4 separate regions of the Mus musculus genome follow, and regions 1, 2 and 4 are each linked to region 3. A link is a contact called in public HiChIP or PLAC-seq and promoter capture Hi-C data. All regions are on one chromosome and are shown on one strand. Each heading gives the region's core, a stretch centred on a gene start, on an enhancer-like site or on the middle of the called end of the contact. The rest is flanking DNA. Distances are from core to core; before and after follow the strand shown. Region 1 holds the start of Nsmce4a (NSE4 homolog A, SMC5-SMC6 complex component). Region 2 overlaps Btbd16 (BTB (POZ) domain containing 16). Region 3 holds the start of 2310057M21Rik (RIKEN cDNA 2310057M21 gene). Region 4 overlaps Tacc2 (transforming, acidic coiled-coil containing protein 2).

What was found. Promoter capture Hi-C pulls out the DNA fragments that hold promoters and counts their contacts. HiChIP or PLAC-seq counts read pairs in DNA pulled down with a chosen protein or histone mark.
Region 1: a contact with region 3 is called in a promoter capture Hi-C map of liver, with 6 times the contacts expected there. The contact joins the promoter of Nsmce4a here to the promoter of 2310057M21Rik in region 3. A contact is called at or near these places in 7 of 39 promoter capture datasets (the 3T3-L1 cell line, the C10 cell line, erythroid cells and 3 more), 3 of 484 Hi-C or Micro-C datasets (CD4 T cells and the G1E-ER4 cell line), 3 of 115 datasets of contacts at active chromatin or transcription factors (bone marrow-derived macrophages, extraembryonic endoderm stem cells and memory CD8 T cells) and 2 of 9 other capture datasets (adipose tissue and liver).
Region 2: a contact with region 3 is called in an H3K27ac HiChIP or PLAC-seq map of embryonic stem cells, with 4 times the contacts expected there. The contact joins the enhancer-like site here to the promoter of 2310057M21Rik in region 3. A contact is called at or near these places in 3 of 39 promoter capture datasets (the 3T3-L1 cell line and stem cell-derived epiblast-like cells) and 3 of 115 datasets of contacts at active chromatin or transcription factors (embryonic stem cells, large pre-B cells and pancreatic cancer cells).
Region 4: an H3K27ac HiChIP or PLAC-seq map of extraembryonic endoderm stem cells shows a contact between it and region 3, with 2.7 times the contacts expected there. The contact joins the enhancer-like site here to the promoter of 2310057M21Rik in region 3. A contact is called at or near these places in 2 of 39 promoter capture datasets (the 3T3-L1 cell line and stem cell-derived epiblast-like cells) and 1 of 115 datasets of contacts at active chromatin or transcription factors (extraembryonic endoderm stem cells).

What each region holds. Positions count from the first base shown.
Region 1 is chr7:130,546,000-130,548,699 of GRCm38.p6, reverse strand. It overlaps Nsmce4a (NSE4 homolog A, SMC5-SMC6 complex component), which reads left to right and starts at 1,319. Exons shown (of 11, transcript NM_001162855.1): 1 at 1,319-1,708. The coding sequence starts at 1,426.
Region 2 is chr7:130,799,505-130,802,204 of GRCm38.p6, reverse strand. The region is part of intron 9 of Btbd16 (BTB (POZ) domain containing 16); the gene reads right to left. Among named protein-coding and RNA genes, the nearest start is that of Btbd16, 27 kb to the right of the region's middle. Within about 2 kb of position 1,369, at least 35 of the 459 cell types and tissues checked have an H3K27ac peak or open chromatin away from gene starts, as enhancers often do.
Region 3 is chr7:131,361,375-131,364,074 of GRCm38.p6, reverse strand. It overlaps 2310057M21Rik (RIKEN cDNA 2310057M21 gene), which reads left to right and starts at 1,349. Exons shown (of 6, transcript NM_026655.4): 1 at 1,349-1,567; 2 at 2,139-2,342. The coding sequence starts at 1,404.
Region 4 is chr7:130,748,918-130,751,617 of GRCm38.p6, reverse strand. Tacc2 (transforming, acidic coiled-coil containing protein 2) reads right to left here. Exons shown (of 22, transcript NM_001004468.3): 16 at 285-428. Among named protein-coding and RNA genes, the nearest start is that of Btbd16, 24 kb to the left of the region's middle. Within about 2 kb of position 1,362, at least 63 of the 459 cell types and tissues checked have an H3K27ac peak or open chromatin away from gene starts, as enhancers often do. A contact at or near this core is called in extraembryonic endoderm stem cells, where this site is marked.

The sequences.
Region 1 (2,700 bases), core at 70-2,569, 820 kb after region 3:
GTGTCTATGCATAGCTTCCTAGTTCTTTTTTCTTTGGAGGCTCTAGAAGCAATGATATCTCAGTAGCAGTGAGCTCACTAGGCTTTGGATCTTGGTCTCAAAATCCTCTCAGCCTTTGTGAGGTAGTTAGATTCACGAGGATCAGGAACTCAATATTAGCTTCAGCTACAGGGTCAGTTTGAGGCCAGCCTGGGTTACATGAAATCCTATGTGAGAGGGAGGGATGGAAGAAGGAGAAGTGTGTGTGTCAGAGGGTAGATTACCTCAGGATTCCTAAGGTGGCATAAAAACTGGTACATGGGCGGGCGGTGGTGGCACATGCCTTTAATCCCAGCACTTGGGAGGCAGAGGCAGGCAGATTTCTGAGTTTGAGGACAGCCTGGTCTACAAAGTGAGTTCCAGGACAGCCAGGGCTACACAGAGAAACCTTGTCTCAAAAAACAAACAAACAAAAAACAACAACCAAACTTGTACACGGCAGTGTGGATCCATAATCCTAGTGCGTTGGAAGTGAAGACAGGAAAATGCCTAGATCTTGCTGGCTATTTAAGTCCTGTCAAAAAGACGAGTTCCAGGTTCAGCTAGAGATGCCTTATGGTAAAGAACGTGGAGAGTGGGCTGGAGAGATGGTTTAGAGGTTAAGAGCACTAGTTCTCATAGGAGTAGGGTTCCATCGCCGTTATCCACAGGGCAGCTCACAAACCCTTCTTAACTCCGGTTCCAGAGGAGGTGTGCACGTCCTATTTTGACATCTGAGGGCACTGCATACATTTCGTCCACAGTGTGCACGCAAATAAAGGATGTATATACACACACAACAAATCTAAAAAATGTGGAACTGAAAGAGGAAGACCCCTGAAGCCAACCTGCCGTTTGTACCCGCAGATGCACACTTGTGCATGCGTATCTATGTACAGTGCACACACACACAATTACATGGAATGATATGTATACATGTATCTTTGAAACCACATTGCATATAATTATCTTCCTCAGACCTGTTATAGGGTATCTGTTGTTAGAGAATCAGCTGTGAACCTGCCGTGTGGTGGTGCAGATATTTAGAAGGAGGCTTAACAGTTTACTATGGTACAGTCAAGGAACCCTGTTTTGTTTGTTGTATCCTCCCCAAGGCCAGAGGAGCCAAAGAGACAATGGGAAGATGCATGACTAAGTGGGGTGGGCATTAGGATCAGAGATCTAAAGTCCTAAGACTCTTGCTTGCAGGGTGGAGTAACTAAGAACCAATGCGAGGCACAGACACAGCCAACGCCGCCGCGACCTCCGGGCCACAGGTGTCGCTGTGTGCTCACGCGCCAGCCGGGGAGCTGCGTTGCTCCTGGAGCCGGCGCTCGAGCCCAGCCGGGGGTTTCAGTTTCTGGCGCGAACTTCCGCCGCTCCGAAGTTGCAAGGCGAATTGGCGCGATGTCTGGCGACAGCAGCGGCCGCCGGTCTGAGGGCCGGGGCCGGGGCCGCGACCCGCACCGGGATCGCACCCGCTCCCGGTCCCGCTCGCGGTCCCCGCTGGCCCGCCGCGGCGCCGCGCCGGAGCGCAGGGAGGCAGCGGAGCGTCCGAGCTTGGAGGACTCCGATCTGTCTGATTCTGGGGACGAGCTGATGGACCCGGCCTGCTTGGAGGCCGAGTACGACCAGGGCCTGTGCCGCCAGATCCGCCATCAGTACCGCGCTCTCATCAACTCTGTCCAACGTAAGGTGGCGCTTTGTGGCTGCGCGGGCCGGTGGCGTTCCATGGCTGGGGAGGGCGGTGGAGGTGCAGGCGCTGGCCGGTCTGCGCAGGCTCGCGGCAGCGCGCTTTCGCTTGTTTACGAAGTGCAGCCTACGCGACCTTGGCGGCGGCCGCGCAGGTGCTGTGTGGCCGGCTGGAAAAGCGGGAGACCAGACCTGGTGGTGACTTGAGCTCAGCTAGCCAGTAGGGAAGACAAGCACACACCACCAGATTTTTGTTCAATCTAGCTTGCTCCTCGTGGGCGCCTGAGCTATGGAGTCCCTTGGGATTGCTAAAATGCACATTTCCCTGCCCAGCTCGGATACACTGAATCAGAAATGCTGTACAGGCCCAAGCGTTTGTTGTGTGGCTCTCCAGATGAGCCTGTTGCTTGAGAAGTTGACAATCCTTTCTTAATCGAGCCCTTGTATTGGGAAGCCGAAGAGTCATCCCTTTGCACATTTGGGGAGCAAGTGTTTCCTGTCAAGAGTTCAAGTTTTGAGGGCTGGGGAGATGGGCAGATGCTTCTCTTGCGACCTTAATTAGATTCCCCAGAACCCTCTAAAGTGTCTCCTAAAAGTAGTTCTGTAAACTTGTATCCTCAGCCGAGGGGAAGCAGAGACCCTGGGTCTCTTTGGCCAGCTCACCTAGCCTTCTTGGCTAGTTCTATAGATAGATAGATAGATAGATAGTTCTATAGATAGATAGATAGATAGATAGATAGATAGATAGATAGATACCCTGTCTCAAAAGGCAAAGGTGATGGTGCGCTGAGGGAAGGACATCAAAGGTTGACCCCAGGCCTTCTGCACACACAGACGTTCAATTTGCTTGGAACAGTAGTAACATTGTCTCTTTCTGTAAAAGATAAAGCCTTTTTCTGTTAAAGAGATAAAGCCACTCTAATCATTACCCAGGCTGTAGGAGTGGAAGGAACTGTAAGTTGCTACTTATTAGTGAAGGATGTGCCCAGT
Region 2 (2,700 bases), core at 120-2,619, 560 kb after region 3:
ACTTTTAATGTGTTTAGTGCAAACCAATAAGATCAACATCCTTATTGATCTTGACCATCAGTAAGGAAACAAGTCTCATCGGTAACTAGACTCTGGTGTTGGCCATGGCTCAGAGGGCATTCTAACCTGGGTTCAGATCCAGCTCGTCTACTGTACGGGAGAGGGGAAGCACCACTTTGACCAATCATTTCCTGTGTCTCACAGGTGACAAGTGCAGGCAGCAGTACCAGCACACTGAGTTGCTGTGGGGATAAGCCCTCTGGATAACACACTCAGTGTTGTGTTTGACAAGTGATCAATAATTGGTAGGCATTGTTTTGTGTTTGACAGAGAAGGATCGGTTTCAGAAATTCCATGTGAGACAGCTCAGTATCACTGTCAGAGTGTGGGACAGGCGTGACAAGAATAACTGGCATGTCTTCTTTCTTCTTTAGTCTAAGTAGTGTTACATATGTACATGTATGTGGTGTGTGTGTGTATGTGTATGAGTGTGTATGTATGTGTGTGTATGAGTGTGAGTGTGTATGTATGTGTATATGTATGTATGTGTGTGAGTATGTATGTGTGTGTGAGTGTGTATGTATGTGTGCATGTGTATGTATGTATATGTGTATATGAGTGTGTATGTATGTGTGCATGTGTGTGTATGTGTGTATATGTGAGTGTGTTATGTGTGTATGTGTATATGTGTGTGAGTGTGTGTGCATTCCATGCTATATATAAGTACACGTGCATACATGTTCTGACCTGTATGTGGAACTCAGAGAAGAGCTTTGGGGACACAGCTTTCACTTTGCACTTTGCTGAGGCAACATCTCCCTTGTTTCTGCTGCACCAGGCTACCAGGCCTTATACGCCAGGCTAGTCAGTCCTCGAGCATTCTGGTCTCCATCGTCCATCTCATAGTAGAAATTCCTGAGTTACAGATCTTGGGTTCTGGGATGGATCGCTAGTCATCAGACTTGCACAGCAAGCGCTCTCTACCTGCTAAGCAATCTCACCAATGTTTTGTTTAGGGAATTTCTGAGATTCTGAGATTCTCTGAGTCACAGGCAGGAAGCAGGGGCTCTTGGGGACAGAGGGAGTGGGGCCCCTGTTGTAAGGCACACTTTTGTGTAGATGGGAACTGGATAGTTGTTGGGGCTTGGCTTCCCAGAATGCAGAACTTGGAGTGAGGTTTTCGTAAATTGGAGTTATGAGAACAAGGTCACCTAGTGGTGACCTCTACAAGGAAAATGAACTGAGAACCACATTCTAGGCAAACAAATTAAGCCCAGAGGCCCAGGAGGTCAGGAAAATATACCGTGTATATTTGCATATGGTTTTACTCTAGATTGTTTACAAAATGGAAAGTGAAACCCAAAGAAGATAACGAGGTGAAACTCTACTGACTTTCAGAGAGAGAATGCTGGGCAGCCCAGAGGCAGAGGGCTCTGCTGAGAAAAGACTATTGATCCTTGTGCCTTTCTCACAGGTTGGAGGTCAAGCGACAGTGGGTGGCTGGCAGGTCAACTGAGTGGAGCCCAGAAATGTTCCATCTCTGGTCCCAAGTTTGGCCACTTCCATGTTTGCTGCTCAGGGCTCACACAATCTCCCAGCCTGGTTCACTCTCTCTGGGAGGCCTTGCTTACTTGGTGAACTGGGGAAGGTGCCATGTTGGAGGCAAGATGTGGGTCCAGGAGCCAGCAGGGGCCCTGCCCAGATCCTCATCAGCTCTCTGATGTACTGTAGTGTCGGGTTTGGGGCAATGCGAGGGTGACCATGCAAGTCAGCACCTAGCAAAAATGCTAGGTTACTGAAGGAAGTGTTCCCTCTTGGTTAGATGTGAAAACGAGGTACCAACCTTTCTCAACAAATGCCCTGACAGGAGCTTCTCTAGCCTGGTTACATTTATACATTCCCTCTTTCTCTCTCTCTCTCTCTCTCTCTCTCTCTCTCTCTCTCTCTCTCTCCCTCCATGTACATACCTACGTGTTCATGTATACACACATGGTAGAAGCCAGAAGTTGACATTCAGTATCTTCCTCGATTACTCAATTACCTCATTTTCTGAGAGGATCTCTCACTGGCCTGGTGCTCACTGACTGAACTAAACTGAATGAGCCGTGAGCTCCTGGGATCCATCTGCCTCCACCTTCCCAGCATGGGACAGCAGATAGGAGCTGCCTTGAAGTCAGTGGGTACTGAAGAGCGAGACCAACCTAAGAGGCTGCGGGGAGTCTGGACTGCCTGCCTGAGTCTGCGTCTACCTCAGGGTGTGTGGGCTGAGGATGAAGGCCCTTAGCCAGTAGCCCCTGGCCTATCTGCACAGGTGCCTCCTGCAGAGGGCCAGAAGGATAGGACCCAGTTTCCACCTGTGTCTGCCAGGCTGGCGAGTCTAGACATTTGACACGTAATGCTCTGGAACTGCCTGCTGAGGCATGCTGTCGGGCCGGTGCCATCACCAATGTTCTGCCTGTGGTCAGATGTTTTTTTCCCTCTTTTTCAGGGAAACGTTGCCAGTGCTGGACGGCTCAGACTTTCCGAGGGAGGGATGGATGGCGTTGTGTAATGTCTAAGGACCCCGTGTTTACATGTTCTCCAGTCCCTGACCTTTGCTCTGTTGAAGGGTGGAGTGGAGGGTGGTGGGTACAAGGGTGAGGAAAACATAGGGAACCAGAGTGTCTGGGGCTCACAGTGCGCTGCTGCTCTGGAACTGGC
Region 3 (2,700 bases), core at 100-2,599:
TGAGGGGGCTCCCCATACTAAACAGAACAAGAATGATGACCACTTAGAATGTGGGGAATTTCTTTTAAAAATATAAATTGAGCCTTTTAGAATTAAAGGTTACTGTTTCTAGATTTTGTTTATACTGAATCTCTGATTTCTCTTTCAAACTTGATGAACACATTATACATACACTCTGGTGACTGTCTATAGAATTCAATCATCTTTTTCTTGATGACATAAACACGTTTTTTGAACAGGGGTACACATACAGACTAAAATGAAAATTAAAGCAAAACGTTTTTTCTGAGCGATGAACAAAAAGTTCTGGGACAAAACTAGGTTATGGCTGAACAAAACTTCCCCAGAAATTATATATAAGGCCTCAAGCACAACTTTAAAATTCAGGTACTCCACATTTCTGTAAACAAATTTCTCCCCTCGCCTCAATAGATGTTTAAATTATCTACACAACCCACTTCAGGAAGATAATGGGGGTGGGTATGGGGTGGAACGACAGCCGATACCTAGCTTTCTTTCCAATGAGTATAAAGTTTCAAGTCCCACTTGTCACCACAGAAAGTTTGACCGTACAATGTACTTCTGAAGGGACCAAGGCCCATTGCCAGTTTTTGTCAAGGTTATGAGTGAGAAACCTTAAGTCGCAGCTTTGAGCCTCTTGGACATTTTTAACCTTGAGAATTCTGTCATTTAGGACGTGCAAGCACGCTCCACCGGGTTCCTGAGGCTCGGAAGCCGGGTCTTAGTGGGTTCAGTGTTTAGTGCCTTCGGCCACTCAGCATTATTCTGCAATGCTAAGCGCCGCGCTCCACTCTACAGCCCACGGAGGTGACCTGAGCAGTGAAACAACGCGATCAGCCGTGGTCGCACTGCTTCAAAAGCAGCCTGCATGGCCTTCACTCCACGGGCTGGCGCAGGAAGGGTCCCCGGAGTCCTCTTCCGAGGACCTCGGATTGGGAGCTGGCTTTACAGGCTGCTTGAGCCAAGGAGACCGCACCTATCTGCTTTGGTACCACCCTCAGGGTGCCGACACCGCCCAGGCGCCACCCCACCTCCCACCCTAAAGCGTCGCTGCTTTGCCAACGTGGAAATAAACCCCTGGGTTCCCGCGCGCAGAGCACTGCGCATGCGCGCGGCACCTGCCCCAGGAGCGGAGGAATTCCGCGCACGAGCCAACCCCTGGCTCTTTTCCGCGGAGATTTTAAACCAACTTCTGGAAGGGAGACGAACACGCATGCGCACGTGTGGTGGTTGGGTCCCGGGATGGGAAGGGTTGGAGTGGGATGGGGTGGGGTCGGGGGAAGAACCGGAAGTTGTGCTGAACCTTCACCTCCCCTGGGCACTGAAGGAAACGCAAGCTCTGCGAGAGAGGTTCCGACGCCGCCTGGGTTGGAGGAGACAGAATGGAGACCGCGATCGAAGACGCGGGACTGGACCGCGGCCCGACGCTGACCTCGTCCTGGGATGCGGCGTGCGGGGCGCTGACCCAAAGCCTTTTTCTTACCCGGACTGGGCCACGTGCCCAAGACTTGGACTTCGAGCAGCTACTGGAGCCGCCAGCTCCGAGGTGCGCCGGGCCAGGGCCGGGGTCGGGTGACAGTCACGCTGCTGAGGAGCCGGGAGGAGGACGGGAGCCGAGACGGGCGAGGGAGCCGAGCGAGGCCGCGGGGACGGCATGGGGGAGAGCGGTGGTGCCTGGAGGTGGGCGAGGCTGCGGGCAAAGGGTGCGCGCTGGGCCGGAGAGGCCGGGAAACTCGTGTTCAAGATGCCCTCCTGTTACAATCCTCCTCGCCCCCCACCCGCGAACGCCCCCAGTCTTCTATTTGGGGGGAACAAGAACCACGGCGTCTTGGAAAAAGACACATGGTTGTTTTAACATTCAGTAAACGCTTTTAATTGACTGCGAATGAATTAGATAGTTGAATAGGCTGTCCACGGTCTAGGAAAAGTGGACGGGAATGAATGCCCTGACGCCTCAAACCTCTGTTCCTTATTAATTCTGTGAGAAGTATCTGTGGGTGATGGGGAAGGTTCTTGGTTCTCATGGCAAGTAGAGGTGAGTTTGAAAGGATTAATGGGTTATGCTTCTACTCGGAAAACTTATCTCTGTGATTTTTTTTTTTCAATTTTCTTCTCAGCCAGGATCCGGTTAGTCTGAAAAGCAGCCTGAGCCCCCGAGATGAAAACCCCTGCTTCATTTACCTGAACTGTGGCCCTAATGGGGGTGAAGAAATCCTTTCGGTTGGCGTTCTGAGTTCAGCAAGAAACATGGAAGTATACTTAGGAGAGGAGTATTGTGGAACCAGTCGAGGCAAGACTGCCTGCACTGTCCTGGATGACAGGTTTGTGACTTGTCTAGATGAAAGTGTTCATATGAATCAGTGTCTTTATTCTCAGCTCGTAATGTTTGTGGATTTTCTGAGACTGACAGGACAGGAGTCATTAGGGAAGAGAAGTTAAAAACATGCCAATAGACATAGGTTAGACCACTAAGCCTTCCAACGGCAGGGTTGATGAGCAAGCTTAAAAATATGGAGATTTCGGGCTAGTTAACTGGAAGTGAGTTGGCGGGTCACTGGTAATTAGTGGAAGAGCTTTATTAGAATGCAGTCCAGGTAAGCATTCTTGTTCTCACGTATCTCAGCAGGATCTGTTTAACAACCATTAGACATTCTGAAACTGACTCTCTTCCCTTCTAGA
Region 4 (2,700 bases), core at 113-2,612, 610 kb after region 3:
TCAAGACACCTCCCCCCATCCCCACCCCCCCCCACCCCGCGCCCCACCCCCCAGCCCTGAGGAGCAACAAAGTATCTCTTCTATAGTGAGTTGGCCATGCCTGTTAGCATCGTGACTAGGCAGATAAGAACTCATAGGGTGTTGCTCACCTAGCCTGCAGTGTTTGGAGGACAGTCTGTCTCCAAAGACACCAGTTTCACAGCTAAATACAGTTATTGACACTGCAGCCTGGGATCCTATCTGAGTATCAAGAGCACGGTCCTTCCAGACACCACAGGCCTCACCTCTGCTCTGGCAACCTGGAGTGCAGAGTCCAGGTCTGGCTGCTGGAACAGAAGGCCTGGGGGTTTCTCCACCTCGGTGGACCCGATGCGGGAGTACAAGGCAGTTTTGGAGATGGAGACATCTGGTGGGTGAGCAGCTTCCCTCTGTGGAATGTTTTTTTCATGAGAGAGAGAGAGAGAGAGAGAGAGAGAGAGAGAGAGAGAGAGAGGAGAGAAGAGAGAGAGAGGTCAGTTACCACTAATGGCGTGACACACAGGCTGCACACGTGGCCATGACCACCGCATTCACCCGCTCAGCTGCATGGTTTTGAAACAAAGAACATCGAAACTATGAGAAAATGCAAAGACTCATGGATGAGAGCAATGCCAGGTCCAGGCGGGGGATGGGAAGCGTTCCTACTGCACATGTGCAGGCACACAAAAGGGCTAATGAGACGGCAGCCTTTGTAACTAGGAACCCTGTGGGCCCAGCCTGTCTGCGGCCTGCTTATCACCGCCATTTATCAGCCGCCGAGCCAGCTAGGCATTGTAAGTGAACAGTGGTCATTATCCTGCCGGCCCCACTTCCAAAATAAAATCTTGCTGTGGGATGATACAGAACACTAGTCTATGCTGCCGAGTTTTCGATAGCTGAAGATTGGATCGTTTTTGTACAACTGACCAACTGCCAAATTTGGCTGTGCTCACATGGCTCTGTTTAAAAGGATGAGAAGGCGGTGGCCTTCAGAGGAGAATCTGAAGCCTCCTCTTGTCAACCTTGTCAGCTCTGTCAGGATTTGAAAGTGTGTTGCCATTAGGTCTGCTATTTAACAGCAAAGGGGAGACCTGGAGCCAATGACAGTATCTATCCACTCTTCCTGATGAACCCTGCAACAAAGGCCATGCTGTCTGGCTCAACCCAACTGACAGGGGTTTGCAGCTCTCTCGTGTTCTGTAGGCTTCAGTTACGAGCCTCAGAGAGGCGAGGAGGGGACACATGGCTATTCTTCTATTTCACAGAACATTAAGCAACTTGTAACACAATTGAAACACAGTGTTAGGAGCATCATCAACCAGCATGGCCAGGCTCCCCCGTCAGCCTACTTCCACGGCAACCCAAACATCCAATGGACCACTCTCCGCCCTATGCATTAACCTCAGCGTTGTCATGGCTGCCAAGAAAGCCTGCACCACAGTTAGAACACAAGTCCATGCTACAGTGGGAGGTGGCGGCGGCCTGATGGGCAGAATGGGACTGCTGCTCCATCCTCGGAGAACCAGGAGAACAAACTGTGCACTGAGCAGAGCACAGTTACACAGAAAGAGGGGAGGAGGCAAGAGGGTGAGGATTGAGATGTGCTTCCGTGGGAAGGGGTGGGGCAGAGTGTTTATAACCAGCCTTACCTTGCCTCACTATAGAATCGGGTTCTGAGGGCCTAAAGAAGAGAAGCACTTAGAAAATTCAGGAGGTACAAGAGCAATGGATAGGACTGGAGGTGACCATTTAGGAACCATTAGTGCTCACATGCAAGGTGCACACAACGGTTTAGTTGTCCTAGAAGAAAACTGCTGTGACCTGTAGTCATTGTCCCTGCCTGCCCTTGAGGCTTTGAGCTCACCCTCAAGTGATACCTACATGTTATTCTAACTCACTGAGTCTGCCTATCCCCAGCTCACTGGCCCTGACTACCCCCAGCTCACTGGCTACTACCTACCCTCAAATGGTGCCCACAGATCACCTGAATCTCACTGTCCAAAACTGCCCAGAAACCCCTGGGCTCACCTTCAGTGACCCACCTTCAGAACCAAGAGCACACAGACCTGGTCAACCAGAGCATGGACTCCAGTCACATGTCAGATGGGATGCCATGATTATCTTTCTCAGTTTCTGTTCCCGGGGAAGGCCTAGGACAACTGCCTAGAACATAAGCTACCAGTCCTTGGCAGCAGGCTGCCGATCCCTCAGAGAAAAAGCGCTTCCTGGTGGCAGGACAGAGGCTCTGCATGGAGGGCTTATCTTTGCTCTTGGCAATGGTTTATAATGCTGCTTCTCTGAGGGACAACACCTCAGTAGTAATGGGAACATTATACCTGGAAATCACCATTTAACGGCTGTAGTAAGAAAAGCCCACAAACACAAAATTAGGAAGAGAACATAAAAAGGAAAACCAAACAAACCCAATTGTTTTCACTTTAAATGTGCTCCTTAAAAGGGGGTTAGGGTAGCTGAGGAGATGGTGAAGAGTGGTAAAGAGCACTGGCTGTTCTTCTAGAGGACTCAGGTTCAATTCCCAGCACCTATAAGTTGGCTCACTGTACCACTCCAGTGCCAGGGGATCTGACACCCTCTTTTGGCCTCTGTGGGCACCAAGAACACAGATACATGCATGCAGGTAAAACAACCATACAGGTAAAGTAAATTTTTAAAAAATTTGAA